Linked DNA regions of Hordeum vulgare: region 1 is linked to region 2. A link is a contact called in public Hi-C data. All regions are on one chromosome and are shown on one strand. The core of a region is the stretch at or near the end of the contact, and the rest is flanking DNA. Distances in the headings are between cores, read along the strand shown. Region 1 holds the start of LOC123399930 (GDP-mannose 3,5-epimerase 2). Region 2 holds the start of LOC123399925 (flowering time control protein FPA).

The links. A called contact is a pair of places that touch in the nucleus more often than the background predicts.
Region 1: a contact with region 2 is called in a Hi-C map of seedling, with 2.3 times the contacts expected there. The contact joins the promoter of LOC123399930 here to the promoter of LOC123399925 in region 2. A contact is called at or near these places in 2 of 6 Hi-C or Micro-C datasets (leaf and seedling).

Annotation. Positions count from the first base shown.
Region 1 is chr5H:492,619,587-492,625,425 of MorexV3_pseudomolecules_assembly, reverse strand. It overlaps LOC123399930 (GDP-mannose 3,5-epimerase 2), which reads right to left and starts at 3,672. Exons shown (of 7, transcript XM_045094320.1): 1 at 3,564-3,672; 2 at 2,476-2,871; 3 at 1,614-1,707; 4 at 1,285-1,414; 5 at 1,060-1,192; 6 at 241-448; 7 at 1-140. The coding sequence starts at 2,870.
Region 2 is chr5H:492,469,658-492,474,735 of MorexV3_pseudomolecules_assembly, reverse strand. It overlaps LOC123399925 (flowering time control protein FPA), which reads left to right and starts at 3,635. Exons shown (of 7, transcript XM_045094310.1): 1 at 3,635-4,124. The coding sequence starts at 3,786.

The sequences.
Region 1 (5,839 bases), core at 2,423-4,922, 150 kb before region 2:
GCGGCGCGGAGGGAGCCAAGCTGGACCGGTGCCTGCGTGGTGCAGACCTTGGATGATCCGTATGCCGACACGTCTGCGCCTTCGGATTTTTCCTTCTCCAGCTGCTCCTTGATCCAAAAATACGTGATCCTCAGCCCATCCTGCAGGCAGAATTTGGATTCAGTTTGACGAGTGATGAGCATCTGTATATGTGTGACTGAACAGAACAAAAAGGATCTTCTGAAAATTTCAGGAGGGTACCTTCAGCCTCATGGTTGGAGCCCAGCCAAGCTTCTCCTTGATGAGTGTGTTGTCAGAGTTACGGCCACGGACGCCCTCGGGGCCAGGGATGTGGTGGATGGGCAGCTGCTTGTTCTCGAAGCCCAGGACTATCTCAGCCATCTCGTTCATGCTCACCATTTCATCACTCCCGATGTTTACAGGCTCGCGGAAATCAGACTTTGTGAGCCTGAAGGTTGAAAAAACAATTTTTTAGCAGCCATAAAAATCAAATTGCTCTTGAACAAAAGAGAGAACTTTATAATTTATTTATTTATGGTAGGATGAGAATGAAGATTCACTGGTTTAACATGATACTCATTAGGAACACATGTGTAGTATTTTGATAAGAATAGCCTATACATCACAGAATTTGCAATAGAACTTGTGACACTCCCAAAAATAAATGAAATCACTGCCAGCTTTTGGAATACTTGTGAGATAAAATTGTTCGCTGGGCCATCACAATCAATTAAGAAATTAATCTACTAACAGGTGGTTGTCAAATTGCAATTCTGTCGACTGGGAATCAACATTTCATATGAAACTTTTAAGTCTCAGGAAAGCTAAAACAATTGATGCTTCCCTTGGAAGTTAGAACTAAAGCTGCAGCCCATTAATTGTGATCTCAGCACAACTTGTCTTATTATCCACACTAGATAGAGCAATTCATGCTAAATTTATTTGATGCTAACATAAGGCATGCAAAAGCAAAAAAGTAGGACGTACCAGTACTAGATTTGATAGCAAAAAATAAGAAATACTAGACTAGATAAACATAAGTTGGTAAAAAATAAATACCTGAGGACACCCTCCACACATTCATCAATAAATGTGAAGGATCTAGTCTGCAGACCATCTCCCCACATCTCAAACCGGTCAGTGGAGGTTAGAGCCTTTCTGCAGAAAGCAGCAGGTGCCTTCTCCCTTCCACCTATATAACCAAAACAATTGTCAAACTTCAATAGCTAGCTCACCAACACATTAAGAATAACACCTATATACTACTACGAGATAAAATCTTACCCTTCCATGTCCCATATGGACCATATATATTGTGAAAGCGACCAACCCGGCACTCAATGTCAAAGTCCTTTGTGTAGTGCTTGCACAATTCCTCAGTGGCAAGTTTCTCCAAGCCATAGGCATCTTGAGGCTAAAGATAAGGCATTGCGGAAGTTAGTGCTATTTTATCACAATAATTAAGGTGTTAGTTCGTACTCCCTCCGTTCTAAAATAAGTGTCTCAAGCTTAGTATAATTTTATACTAGAGCTAGTACAAAGTTGAGACACTAATTTTGGGACGGAGGGAGTATTTCATAAAGAAACATATATGAGTGCTACAGTTTTCAAACCTCTGCCGGCCAAGCATCCGCCTCCTTCAAGCTAACTACAGTTTCCAGCTGCTTAAATTCAGGGTAGATGCAAGCACTCGAAGCATAAAAGAACCTGCAGGGAGGAAATTGAAGTTCATTAACATTTGGCTTGAGTCAACTGTTAAGGTTACTGTTTTGCTGTTGCAATATGGTTTCCTTCCTTCCATCTGCATGACTAAACAAAACTGCAACTTTCTGCATTAGGTCAAAATTATTGTAGTTGAACACATATTCTTCTTTCTTGTGATTAGTGCGGGACAATGTTTTGAAGGATCATTTTTCTTCATTGCTTCTAAGCTTACCAAACCATTACATATTAGTTAAATATGATACTGGTTATGTAAATGAATATTGCGAGATAAAAGGTCGGGGCAGATAAGATGTTGTTCAAAGATTTTAACATTTTCTGGTCTTAACGCCAATGTAACAAAGAGTCGCTACATCAACCCATCATATTGCAAAAAGTAACCCAATAAAAACTTGCCCCTATATGGGCCCATTTGAACGCTATCTCAGCAAACATAACCATGATGCATAAATAGGAATTCTACTACTTTTCCCTAATAATGTACTTAATGTGGAACATTCATTTCTCCATATCCATGAACTGAACAAAGATGTTGATAAGCCCCCTTAATTATACAAGAAACGGACATACTGCTGCCTAATCCACAATATATGTGGAGTTTATGCATTTATAGGATTTTCTTTGGACAGACAGACCTAAACCTTTGTCGAAAAAAGACAAACCTAAACAGACAATAACAGTTAGCATCTTATATAGCTTCCCCAGATGAAAAAACAAGAGGTCCATAGAAGCTAGTACTGGATGGATTGTTACCTCTTGACACCATTGATTCTACCAGCCTCAAGCATGTTAAAGCTGATCATAGTGTTGTTGTACATGATGACAGAATGGTTGGACTGGATGAAGCCCATCCCTCCCATATCAGCTGCCAGATTGAAAACATGGTCAACCCCAGTGGTTACCTTGAGGCAGTTGTCCATGACCCTCAGATCAGCAAGGTGAAACTCATGGCAGAACATATCCTCTTCCATGTGTTCGTTCTTCTTCCAGTCAGAGGCGATGATGTAGTGCCCCTCGCCCTTGAGGCGCTTTGCAATGTGGGAGGCTATGAAGCCGCCAGCTCCTGTAATCGAGATCCGCAGCTTCTCGAATGGCCAATACGGCTCCTTCTCCAACTCGGCGTACGTGTACTTCTCGTTGAGCGCCATTCTACAAACACGCAAGTTAAAAGCTGTAAGATGGCAACCAAATAGCATAGGACCGCAACCTCTTACGGCGAACAATAACATCTCTCTTATACCAAGCAACCGATTTCGACAACTAAAGGCGTAGAACTTGTTTGTAAACGTGGTGCAAAATGTACCTAGTAAAATCGTGAGGCATAATCATGTAAGTATATTCAAGATATGTAAAAGTAGCTGAACGGACACATTAGCAAAAACATTTAATCATTGCATAGCGGACGGGTGACACACCACCTGACGACTGACTGATGAAGCCGGGTTCAAATGAGCATCCATCACACAAGGCCACATGATGGCCAGCGGACTGCTCAACAACAGCAATAATGGACGAATGACTAGCTAAGCTGACTGCTTAACCAAAGCAATAATAGACCGCACGAGCAGTTCCCTTTCTTCCAAGAAGGGACAACAAAAAATCCGCCACCGACAAGCGCTTCATCATCCCCGCCACCGACAGCGAGCGCCGGCCACCCAGTGCCCGGCCCCACCAGATCTACCGACCCCGCGCCCATGCTCGCCGCGGCGGCCGCGCCTCCCGCTCGCCGGGGCGGCGGCTCACCGACGCATCGCCATGGATGGCCACGATTGTGCCTCTATGTCTCTCTCCCGCAGGTCAACCCCTCGATCTGAGAATGAAAAAATGGCAGGGGGACGAACCTGTGAGGGAATCGGGGAGCTGCTGGAGGACTGTTTTTTCCGTTTTCTCCCCCAGAATATTCTGGGTACCGGAGAGGAAAGGATGATGAGGGGCATCTGGTCAGGCTGACGAGCTCGGTTACTTATAGCCCCCATATGGGCCGGGCCGGGCCGGGCCGGGCTTTAGATGGATCGGATCGTCACTTGGAGTCAAGCTAAGCTCTTTTGACTTTGAGCAAGATTGTCTCAAAGAGAGAGACTTTGAGCAAGATTTACGATTTACTCAATCATCAAAGTCGCAAACACCCCTCATTCATTCACATAGAAAAATGTTCATCTATATATTTGCCTAATGGGATGAGTAGGGGCCTACGAGCTTGAGCTTTTCTTAAGAAAAGAAAATAGGGGGCAGCACCCTCTCATTCATTCACGTAGAAAAATGTTCATCTATATTTGTATAAGAAAAAACGGATTCAAAAACCATCAATTCATGTTTCTAAGAAATTGGTTTATTACAATAGAAAAGGCGGAGAGGAAGCTCTCCTTTTTTTTGCGAGGAGAGGAAGCTCTCCTTACCAAAAAAAATCCACACATGTCACCCCAACGACCTATGTTGCTTCGGTGACGAGCAATCGATATGTTTAGCATGCAATAAATGGTATACCAAATATCAATAACAGCGATAATCATATAATTACCATGTAATTAATATCTTCCTAATATTATGGTGCAATTAACATTCTACCAAATATTTCACACACAAATTATTTTTACCAAATATTAGCATGCAATTGATATTCTGTCAAATATTCCTCAAAAACTATATTCTGCCAAATATAAGCATGCAATCAGTATCCTACCAAATATTCCTCAAACTATATTCTACCAAATATTAGCGTGCAATTAATGTTCTACCAAATACTCCTCAAAAACTATATTCTACCAAATATTAGTGTGCAGTTAATATTCTATTGAGTACTCCATAAAAAATAATTTCTACCAAATACTAACGTGCATTGCACATATACATTTACTGGTTACAAATAATGGTCCTGATTTCATCATATGGTTCATTAGACCAACTAGATGATAATCCTCGCATTAACGTGGTAATCCTGTTAAATGAAATACATAATTAGGCGTGAGAATTCTAAGAGGTAAGTTTTAAAATGGTAAAGACTTCATGTCGGCTACAAAAAGAAGAGGATCGTCCCATACTTGTTGTACCATACTAACAAGGAAGCTCATCGGTCGATTCTAAATAAGAGAGTTGGTGATGGTGAATCAATCAGAATATGGGAGGACATGTCGATCCCTACCAACTATTCCTACAAGATCATAGTAAAACCTCCTAACTCTAATGTTAATAACGTCGATCAGATTCTTGATGCCACCAACAAATATATGGGATGAGGAGATTGTCAGAGCTAATTTGCTAGGTATTGATGTTGAAGCTATCCTACATACACTAGGCATTTTTGGTGACATCGGCATATAAGTTGCTTATTAAGAAACAATGGAGAATGGTTCTCACTTCAAGCTCGAGTAATGGGTATAGTATGGCATGGAAAATCTTATGGCGGATGGAGGTTTGACCCAAAATGAGGTGTTTCTGGTGGAGGGTTATCCACAACTTTGTTACATGTCATGCAGTGCTGCTTCGGGATTGACGCATTGAGAAAATCTCGTTCTACGAGGATTGTTGGGTTGAGGAGAGTACATATCATGCCTTATTCACATGCCCATGGGCTCGCATGTTCCGGGAACAGATGGTGACATGACCTGGGATTAAACTTCCCAAGCTTCATCCAGACTTGTGGACACTTGATATGATACAGGGAGGTAAGGTGGACTAAAGCTTGACGTGTATGATTTTATGTAGTGTGTGACCAGTTTGGTTTGAATGGAATGCAAGGAGGCATGAGGAACAACGATGCTCGGTTCCAAAATCTGCTAAGTGAGCAATTGATATCGTAGCGGAGTTAGCTCAGATTGGAAGGGAGCAAGAAAAGACTAACATTCAGTTCCAAGATTGGCGGAAGCCGCTAGACGAACTATTCTCAAACTTAATGTGGATGCTCGATTTGTTGAAAGTGCAGGTCATGGAGGTATCGGTTGTCTCATCTGCAATGCAACTGGAAACCTTATACGGGCACAAACCATATGGTATGATTTTGCTACTTCTTCTAGGTTGATGGAGGACATCGTCTGAGATGCAATTTGACTAGCAAATGATATGGGATGGCAGCAGATTGAGATTGAGAGAAATTCTGTGGAGGTAGTAAATCTTTGGAAAT
Region 2 (5,078 bases), core at 2,386-4,885:
ATTAATAAAATAAAATAAAAATTAAATTATAAAAATAAAAATATATCTTTATTAAATAAATAAATAAATAAATTAGTTAATTAATTAAATGGTTAATTAAGTAATTAGAATAATTAGAGTACGACACATGGGTCCCCCACTAAATTAATCAGATTAATTAATATTTAATCTTAATTAAAACTTGTGCCTATGACGTTCGGGACCCGTTGGTGAGTTGACCAGTCAACTGTTATTGTCAGCATGACATCATGCTGATGTCATAATAGCTTTTTATTAAATTATTTAAATCTGTTTTTAAATTCCTAATTATTGAATAAAACTTTAAAAATTAATATTAAATAATTCATAAGTCAGATCAAAATATTTTCAACATGAAAGTTGATCAGCAGAATGAGACGAACCTGGATACACGGTCCGTTTGTGTGTCATGCGTCCCTAGCATAGCAAACATGGAACATTTCCATCGTTTCCAGTATAACTGGTAGTGGCCAGAGCCCCGGAAAATATCATCTGATATTCTTCCGACCCGTCTATGACGGATGTTGTTGCGTTAGCTCATGTCTAGCCTACATCTTGCCATGTCATGCTTTGTGTTGCACCGTTTCTATTATTTATTGTTTCTTCCCCCTCTTCTTACCGGTAGACCCCGAGACTGATGCTACTGTCGGGTACATCTAGGACCCTGCCGACCAGTCCTTTGCCGTAGAGCAGCAAGGCAAGCAAACCCCCTTGATCATTCCTATATCGCCTATGTCTTTCTTCCTACTGCTTGCATTAATATTTTGGTACTGTTGTAGTTAGCTCCTATATCTGATGCATAGCCTATTTTTGATGAACTACTACTTTCAGTCCTGTATCTTTAATCTGCTTAATATAGGTGGAGCAGTCACCCCCTCTGACCCCGTAGTCCAGTTGCCCCGCTTGTTTTCAAATCTCGATCTCTGATCGACGAGCCAGACCCGACACAGCACATACACCCCCTTCGTTGTACGACGCTACAGAGATACTATCGGGTACCTAGGGTGACACCTCGCTAAGTACTCCTGATGATATCTCTGTAGTATAGCTAGTCGGTCGTGGTTATCGAGGGTGATTCCTCTTTCACCATTCCCGATGACGCCTCTGTCGTGCAACCCCTCAAGTGTGGGACCCCCGAGGGTGATTCCTCTAAGCCCACCTTGATGGGTACATCTTTCGGAATCCAACGAGGGTGATACCTCGGATTCCCCCCCCCCCGATGTTACAATCACACAGTTACTCGACCATGTTACTGGGATCATTGGTGATTAGTTGTAAGACGGGTGGATTCTCGTGAGACTGTATTGTTGGCCTAATTAAAATGTTAATGGATTTGGGTATTTGATCTGGGTTGGTCGGAGACCTTTTCGCACTAACTGACTACGCGGGAAGAATTATGGGTACTCGGCGTCGCGGTATCAGCCGAAGCTTTTTAGATGTCAGCAATCGTAGTGGCGCGTGCCCGAGTGGTCCCGAGATGCATTGCGCTTGTGATTAAGGGATGCTAGGACTGACGTCGGCCGCCCTCGCATCGTGCAGGAGCGCGGAGGGGAACTGGGCCCATGAACCCTTTGCGCTTAGGATTTAGACCGGCGGGCTGACCTCTCTGATTAGTCTTAGGTGGGGCTGTGACGTGTCGATATTCCGAGGCCGCGCAGGACCCAGAAAAGTATGTCCGGCCAGAGTGTTATCGGGCGTGACGGGACATGTGGTGCGCCCCTGCAGGGATGAAAATTAACTATTCGGATAGCCGTGTCCACGGTTACAGGATGACTTGGAGTTGTGCCCCGATCTTATACAACTACAATTGTTACTTAACTGGAATTAGTTTGCCTCGAGATTTCTTCCTCGCAGGGAGTCGAGGGAGGATCTTTAGGCGTGACCTCACTTTAATATTGATGCAACAATATGACTATTATTGTTTTACCCCCTGTTCTACTCTCGTCTATTGCTGCAAGACCCTGAAGATGCTAGTCTTCGATAGGACTGGGCCTTCTCTCTCTATTCTCGCATTGCTGCAGTCAGTCCACATATAACCCCCCTTCTTTGATACTGGTGGATATTTAGCATAGTTCTGATGTAAGACTTGCGAGTACTTTGGATGAGTACTCACCGCTGCTTTGCTCCCCCCTTGTCCCCTTAATCCGTTTGCTGCGACCAGATGATGGTGCCTAGGAGATGGAGGTCCCCGCCGATGACGACTGCTACCCCGTCGGTGCCTTCTACTACGTGGAGGCCGTTGATGATCAGGAGTAGTTAGGAGGTTCCCAGGGAGGAGGCCTCGCCTCGTTCGATCGTTGTATCTTTTGTGCTAGCCTTCTCTAAGGCACCCCATGTTTTATGTCTGTACTCAGATATTGTTGCTTCCGCTGACTCGTGTGTTTATCGAGCTTTCGTATTCTAGCCCTCGAGGCCCCTGGCTTGTAATATGAAGCTGATGTTATTTTATTTGTGTCTAGAGTTGTGTTGTGATATCTTCCCGTGAGTCCTTGGATTTGATCGTACGCATTTGCGTGTATGTTTAGCGTACGATTAAACCGATGGCGTCACACCCCCATATTGTACACATTATCCATTTTGTAGGTCGGGGGGGGGGGGTCGTCTATAAAACCCCTGGCTCCCCTCCATTCAGAGGGTCGGCCATTCTCACACCCACACACCCAATACAGGAGAGGCAGATAGCGAGCCGGCTGCTCCATCTTCCTTCTCCGTCGAACAGGTCAAGGAGCATCTTGTAATCCTTTTGGTTCATCAACCACTCCAGCAGGACTAGGGGTATTATCTCACACGGAGAGCCCTGGACCTGGGTACATCGTGCGTCTTGCATCGCTAGTTATTAATCTCGTTCTCGAAGCCCGTCGGTGTCCCTTCGATCCCAACCACTTTCGATAAGCTTACCCATGACATCTGTCGTGAGAAAACGACGACATATAATAAGTAAGTCGATTCTTGTGCCGATTGCAGAAGCCATCAAGATGTAAGATGATGCAATTGTAGTCCTTATCTCCTCCAAAAAAGAGTAGTTCGAGACAAGTGAATAAGTAGTTGAGAGACAAGTCAATTCGACCGTTTCTATACATATCTCATTATTTTGTTGCGTGTTCGCATAATTGTAGTCTTATCATTTTTGTCTTTACTGATCAATTTGTCTAGTATGATGACCAAAGTTATGTCTCCTGAGAAATAAGACAACAACTAATTATTTATGTTCCTATCTACTTGTGTTTATTTTGCTAGATTGAGACGATGTAAACTTGAATGAATTATGAACGAGCTATTTGTCCTTGGTTATTAAGGCGTAATGAAAATTTCGGACTATGTGTTGGGTAAACTTGCTTATTTTGAGAAGGTTATACTTATCTGTTTTTTCTTGAAAAAACATACATATTCAGAACGTGTTTTGACTTCCTCCGTTCTACGACTCCGCACCGGAACGGAGTAGCATCCAGTGATAATTCGGGGAGCTGCTAAAACGTCACTCCACGAAGAACTGTGTGAACGGGCGTTCATTATCATTTTTCTGCATATTCATCTGTTCTGTGTGGCGGGGATATATTTTTTCTTTTTTAATTGGAGCAGGATAGAAACGGTGCCGCCCACGGACTGTGGGCAGACGTCGCTGCCCAGCCCGCGGTATATACAGTCCGGCCCGCGGGCCGGCTCCCCTCACCCCGTCCGTTCCCCGTCCCAGACAGCCGAAATCCCCACATCCTAATCCAAACCTAACTCCCGGCGATCTCTCCTTGCCCTGATCCCCACCGCCGCAGATGTCGTCGGAGCCGCCGCCCGCGGAGCCCTCCGAGGCCGCGGAGGCGGCCAGGCCGTCGGCATCCCCGCCGAAGGAATCGGAGCCCGCCGCCGCGCCAGGGGCCGCCCACGAGACGAACACGTTGTGGGTCGGCAACCTGCCCACGCACGCGGGCGAGGACGACGTCATGGCGGCCTTCGCCCCGCACGGGGCGCTCGACTGCGTCGTCATGCGCGCCGGCTCCCGCAGCTACGCCTTCGTCCTCTTCCGCTCCGTCGACGAGTCCCGGGCCGCCCTCGAGGCGCTTCGCGGGTCGAAGGTCAAGGGCTTGCCCATCCGGGTCGAGTTCGGCCGGCCGGTAACTTATCACCCCCCCCCCCCCCCTCTCCTACTCCTCTCTCTCGTCCCACCCCCACCCCCACCCGGATCCGCTCCCACCCTGGATCCCCCGGGGATCTGGGTGCGGTTCGCGATGTGAATTTTCCGGTAATTAGGTCTTGGTGCTTGTGATTTGCGGTTTATTTAGGCGGTGTGGGCTGAGGCCTCCAGCAGCTCTGAAATACTCCCTCGGTCCCAAAATTCTTGTCTTAGGTTTGTCTAGAAATGAATGTGTTTAAATACTAAAACGTGACAAATACATTCATATCTAGACAACTCTAAGACAAGAATTTTGGGACGGAGGGAGTATTTAGTTATTCGAGCGGGGGCACACGGGATCAGCGGTGACGGGGTGGTCTGGCGGAGGCACCCAGGTGGCTGGGTGCACACATGGCGAAGCAGCAACAGTCTCATCTCTGGCTGGGTAATTGTGCGTGCCGAGCTGTACTCCTTTGATCTGACCAAGAGCTGGCTTGCCAGCAGTATCCCGACGAGTTCTTGGGTAGGTGCTTCAGGCGGCAATGGCAGACGTGTCCTTAGCGTCAAGCTCAAGGTGGAGGAGGGGCGACCGCGGGTCCAAGTCCGGCAGGTGCGCGTCATCAGAGACAGAGAAAAGCGGCGGGACTCTTCGTTGGCTTGGCGGCTGTGGTAGCCGGGTCGGGAGAGGACAGTGGAATCAGAGTTTAGAGACGAGGCTGTGCCGGAGAGGGAGAGATGTGAGTGCCCGACGGCGTCTCGGATCGAGGAGGAGAGATACGGGAGGGCCGTGGTGCTGACAACGATTGAAATTGGGAGGTGAGTGAGAATTGCGCGGGGGGTGGGGGGGGGTGGGGGGTGGGAAGCTGTGCCACGTCGGCCAGCCGATTTGGAGGAACGACCAGGCTTCAGGCGACAATGGCAGACGTGTCCTTAGCGTCAAGCTCAAGGTGGAGGA